2 separate regions of the Capsicum annuum genome follow, and region 1 is linked to region 2. Evidence: chromatin contacts called from public Hi-C data. All regions are on one chromosome and are shown on one strand. The core of a region is the stretch at or near the end of the contact, and the rest is flanking DNA. Distances in the headings are between cores, read along the strand shown. Region 1 overlaps LOC107871708 (probable protein phosphatase 2C 60). Region 2 overlaps LOC107871848 (L-arabinokinase).

Region 1 (2,700 bases), core at 23-2,522, 220 kb after region 2:
GGGTTTCTAGTGATTTACCTAGTAATTAAAAAATGTTAGCTCGGTGATACTAGTTTAGTCTTTTTTGTAATTGAGCCAACAAAGTTTTGTTATCTTCCTAACTTGTTACTATTATGCATCTTTGTGATGCCAGCAATGAATTTTCTTATTACTTCTTGGAAAAAAAAATGGAATCATCATTATCCTTGGAATGTATAAGGAAGGCTCATTTGCCTTATTGGGCTCCTGGTGTCTGCTTGCTCATAACCTTAATTTCGTTGCTAGTAGACTTATTCTGGTTTTTGATTGTTCGCCTGATTCAGTGAGCTATTACAAATTACTTTAATGTCTGTGCTGAACTATTGGATGCAACAAAGATCAACACCTGCTAAATATTCCCTAGTTTATTTGGATCATGTGGCATCTTCATTTCAGAGTTGTGAGCAGACATCCCATTGTCTTGATAAATTTGTCGATCAATGTGCTTTTGTCTCAGTTCAGATGTCTTTATGTTTTGTTCATTTTGCTCTAAGCATCAAATCTCTGTTGTTCGAAAGAAATGAAACACATCGAAATGGTACCAACCATACTTAATAATTGACAGATTTGGCAGGAATATGTAAGACTACTTCTCCTAAAAAGATCATAGGGTGCTAACCAGTTATGTTTTTTTGGAGTGCGCGGAGATGATATGATTGTTTGATCTGGCTTTCTCCTATTTTCCAGGGCTTTCATTATATGTGAAGACCAAAGATAAAATGCTCGTGTATACTCACTCTAGTCTAAAATACAGACTAACTGAGAAAGTTTGATTTGTAGGAAAGCAAGCTTTCTGCAGTATGTGAAAGAGTTCTTGATAGGTGTTTGGCACCTTCTACTGCTGGAGATGAGGGATGTGACAACATGACCATGATTTTGGTGCAATTCAAGAAACCTTTTCAGTCTGGGGCTTCTTTAGCTGAAGAACTCCCTGCTACCACCGAGGTTAACACTGAAGGAAAACCAGCAGACTGTGGATCTAGTTCATAGTTCTGAGCTCCCCGTTTTGGTTGATACTTCCAAGTCTGCAGTTGTACATGATTGTGTTGATTCTATGTAGATCTCTACTGCATATGTTTTGCTTTTCTTGCTGCTGGTTTTGTATGTGACTGCATTTGTACTAATTACCGAGATGGATTGTATAGATAACCACAGGTTGATCATTTCATGTACTCAGTGACTTGTAGGTTGTGTTTGGTGTGTTTTCCAATTAATGCTAAGGTGTGTCCCATGTGTTTGCATTGGCCGGGGGTGAGGGAGCTGTTCTACGGAACAAGTTGATCGTACTATAATCTTCAATTTTAAATATACTGCCCTTCTCTCACACATGATGTCTGTTCTTGACATTGGTGGCGATCCAGATGTTATGTTGTTTAGCCAAGGTTGTTATGAAGTTATTCGAGTGTATTTTTTGTAATTGAAAAAAATCTTGAGTACGTTGTCAAGTAGAGAAAATTCAAAATTATTGTAAACTCTCGTTAATGGACAATTTTCCTTGGAAATGATATATCAGGGAAAGTGTACAACTAGCCATTTTGAGGGAGAAAAATTGGCTAATAGGCCAATTGCCTACTTTGGTTTTTCATTTTAAAACAAAATTAAAAAAATAACTTTATGGATGAATTAGACAATAATAACATATTAAAAATTATGGGAGCTATTTACAAATATACTCAAGACATAAAACCTTGACTCATTTTTTCAATTTCAAATTACTTTTTTTGTCTCTCTAATTTTTTCTCCTCCATTCTTATTAAAACTCATTGTTTCTTCAACTTTCTCCTTTTTAAAGCTAGTATTTTATTCCTAAATGTTTTGTCTCCTCCTAAATTTGTAAGTTTTCTACTCTCCTTTAATTTTAGTCCATTTTTTTTCAAAAAGAAAAAGGTTTGTGTATATATATGTAATCGATTGGATTAATAATCAATCTGTCTATATATCGATCGGATCAATAATCAATTTGTCCATATACCGGTCGGATCGATAATCAATCTGTACATATATCGATCGGATCGATAATTGATCTGCTGGATCGATAATCGATCTGTCCATATATCGGCCGAATCGATAATAGATCTGTCTAACGAAAATTAGGTTTTGGACTAATTTGTAAAAGACATAATACATAAATATGACCCTAAACTTGATACCAAATTATAACTTCGATCTTAAACTTTGATAGTGCACAAATAGGACCTTTAACTATTCAAAACCTAAACAAATATGACCTTCAATTTTGCAACCCCCATGCGTGAGTTTCACTTGCGCCTACGTGGAAAGGTAATCCAATCACACGGTGTCACGTCATTAAAAGGACTGACATTTCATCCTTTTTTAACTGTTGGAATGCTCAAAATTTTAGCCCGACGCGCCCAATTTTGCGTGTACAACACGCGTTTTGTCACGCCGGATCGAAGGTCATATTTGTGCAGTTTTGAATAGTTAAAGGTCATATTTGTGCACTGTCAAAGTTATAATTTGATGTCAAGTTTAGAGTCATATTTATGTATTATGCCTTTGTAAAATGAGTAAAAGATTTTTGTGGAAGGGCTTTTGTTTAAATTCTGTAAGTTGGTGATTTGTGGACTAATTTGTAACTTTTAAAACTTGTAAATAAATTTTAAATCAAAAGTGGGTTATTTTTCTTTAAAAAAAAACTTATAGTTTATTTAATTAAAAAGT
Region 2 (2,700 bases), core at 138-2,637:
CTCCCTTTTAACGGCTACTTTTCTCCTTATATTTGAATGTCCACTCAAAAGTTATTTCATATTTTGGATCACCATTTCTGTTTCACCTAATTCAGAAAAGGAACACAACTTTCATGTTTTGCTCCTTTATTAGGCCTTCTATAAATTTTCATACTATGAGCTTTTACTCTGTATATTTTTGGAACCATTTTATTGATGGTATGATATAGATTTAGCAGAATAATGAGACATTTTTTTTCAATATTTTGGATGTGCAGATACAGCGCAGGTATAAATCTGCAACAGGATACTTGCCTATTCTTTTTGAGGGTTCATCTCCTGGCGCTGGAAGGTTCGGCTATCTAAAAATTCGTCGTCGCAACCCTCCCAAGCAGAACTAAATTCTGCATTACTTGTTAGATTTTCAGGACTAGATTTTCAAGATTACTCATTCGTTTTTAGCAATGAAAGTTTGACTATGTTAAACTTAGTGTTCTGGACCATCACATATATAATATGAATTTCCCACTATATCTTCAGTAAAATGCAATATTGGTGATAAATTTCTATTTAACTTTTTGTGTGATGTTTTAATCAGAACTGCTTGTTTGGAAGATGTAATACAAAGTATTCTCTTTTATATGTTTAAAAAGGTTGCAACTTGATTGTTAAGCAAAGACCTTGATCCCCCTTCCAATCACTTGAGGTTTAGGGATTTGGAACAATTTTGAGGTAGCAAAAGCAACGTAATGGAACAAAGAATTATGGATAGAAATCAACGTATCGACCACGAATGCAAGGTGTGGAGCAAACACTCTTTACAATACTCAGATGCATAATTATGATTCCACTCTTGTCAAGACTCGATGCATAAATATATATGCCACTCTTAACCAATTTGGCATACACAGACTAGTTTGCCTACAGCATATGTTGTCATGGCCGAATTTAAGCTTACATACATCCGCAATTACAACTGATGAAAACATGGATCCTGTCTCTGCAAATTTGGACTTTTTCCCGTCTCTACATGCTAAAAGATGCGGAATGTATGCTGATAAAATTGTGGTACATATAACATGAACCAACGAAAAGAAAGAAAATGACAAATTTGAAATTTCAAGAACTAGAAGAAAAGATATGCTCAGTGTGATGAGTCACACGTTTATTATAGACTGTGTACAGGCATAGATAACACCAATTTTTTACAAATTTTTAAGCACACTCATATATGAAGTTTTCACAAGTATAATGGCTATTACTTCCTGCCCCACAAGGAAAAAGGGCAAAGTAAATCACTCGTTATAAAACAACAGAAGCAATAGACACAGTACCTTAAGCAGTCCAAACTGAAATCCATGTTGCTGAGCTTAATTCTTTACTTTTTTGGATTGGGGGGAAGGGTGATGCGTGGCCACTCAATGTCATGAAGAACATCAAATCGTGCCTGCCTATAGTAGGATTATATGCTGCCACTTTGGTCAGGATGCTCCAGTTCTTCCAGAAACTCCCTTGTCATTTTCAAGAAGCTTTGCTTGTGCAATCGTTCCCATTCCTTAAGGCATTTTCATATGTGAGTACGAGGACTAGCTTTTATAGGATCCCAGTTAAGAAAAGAAGCAACTGATACAAGATCTCAGATTACCTCAAAGTCCCATTCCCCGTACAAATTCGGGTCATTCTGGTCAGCCCAAATATACGCTTCAACCTTTAATGTATTGGAACTGTCCTGCAAAAAGCCAACACACCTCTTGTAAACCAGATAAATACATTACGAATGGACAACTGATTTCAACATGCCTCACGGCTCACACAATGTTGTTCCAAAGACGAACTGATGAAGTAACAAAACTATCTGACACAGATGGGAGAGCTGAATGAAGCAACCTAGCTAGTCCGGTCCATTTATGCCAGCCATGATGTTCTTAAAAGAACTGAAAAGCAGCAGGCAAAGATATCACTGTGACTAGCTGGTTTTACCTATGAAGTAATCATCTATATTCAATAATAAAGACCTAAAAACTTCCACCTTCCAAGCACACCAGACTTCTGCCTCCTAGTCATCAACCAAGAAACATCTAAACAAAAACATGGTTGAAGGAAACTACTCAAAGAGCACTAAAGCATTCTGAGATTTGCCAATGCTATAACAAGAACAAAAATACAGTGCTGCAGAAACTCCGAGAACTTCAGTGTATTAATTGTTGGGGTTCAATATGTATGAAAAAGGTGTGAATGAAAGATGGAGAGAAAATGGTGGAAGAAAGGAGACACCAATTTAGAAGGTGTACTCCCAAAATTGGAAAGTTCACTAATTCTCCCACATTGGTGGGAGAAGGGAACTATGGAGTGTTTTTAATAGAAAGCACTTACTCCACATGCTAAGTGAGGCAAGAAATAAGAGATGCCTCGCGCTGTCGTTGTCGCTCGCTCGGTTTTGGCTTTGATTGATCGATAAGATCTATCTTTTTGGACAAAGTTTATTTCACGTAAATTTAATCTGAATGCCAAAAGGAAAACGCACCAGTAATCCTCCATTTATACATGCATACAGATTTCGAAACAGTATTTTTTGAAATGATACACTGCTTCAAACTGATGCAATTGTTCAATGAAATGATATGTCTGTTCAACGAACTGATGTGTACTATTTTGTGAACTGGTATGTCTGTTTGGAGAAGGACACGTTCTTTGGGTATACAGACATGAATTTCCAGAAAC

The links. A called contact is a pair of places that touch in the nucleus more often than the background predicts.
Region 1: a contact with region 2 is called in a Hi-C map of leaf, with 2.3 times the contacts expected there. The contact joins two enhancer-like sites. A contact is called at or near these places in 2 of 5 Hi-C or Micro-C datasets (leaf and pericarp).

What each region holds. Positions count from the first base shown.
Region 1 is chr1:36,394,404-36,397,103 of UCD10Xv1.1, forward strand. LOC107871708 (probable protein phosphatase 2C 60) reads left to right here. Exons shown (of 11, transcript XM_016718611.2): 11 at 799-1,209. The coding sequence ends at 1,008. Among protein-coding and RNA genes, the nearest start is that of LOC107871708, 17 kb to the left of the region's middle. Within about 2 kb of position 1,273, at least 2 of the 5 cell types and tissues checked have an H3K27ac peak or open chromatin away from gene starts, as enhancers often do. A contact at or near this core is called in leaf, where this site is marked.
Region 2 is chr1:36,171,959-36,174,658 of UCD10Xv1.1, forward strand. LOC107871848 (L-arabinokinase) reads left to right here. Exons shown (of 28, transcript XM_016718720.2): 28 at 258-510. The coding sequence ends at 380. LOC107871861 (AIG2-like protein D) reads right to left here. Exons shown (of 5, transcript XM_016718731.2): 4 at 1,625-1,708; 5 at 1,107-1,534. The coding sequence ends at 1,442. Among protein-coding and RNA genes, the nearest start is that of LOC107871861, 9.0 kb to the right of the region's middle. Within about 2 kb of position 1,388, at least 3 of the 5 cell types and tissues checked have an H3K27ac peak or open chromatin away from gene starts, as enhancers often do. A contact at or near this core is called in leaf, where this site is marked.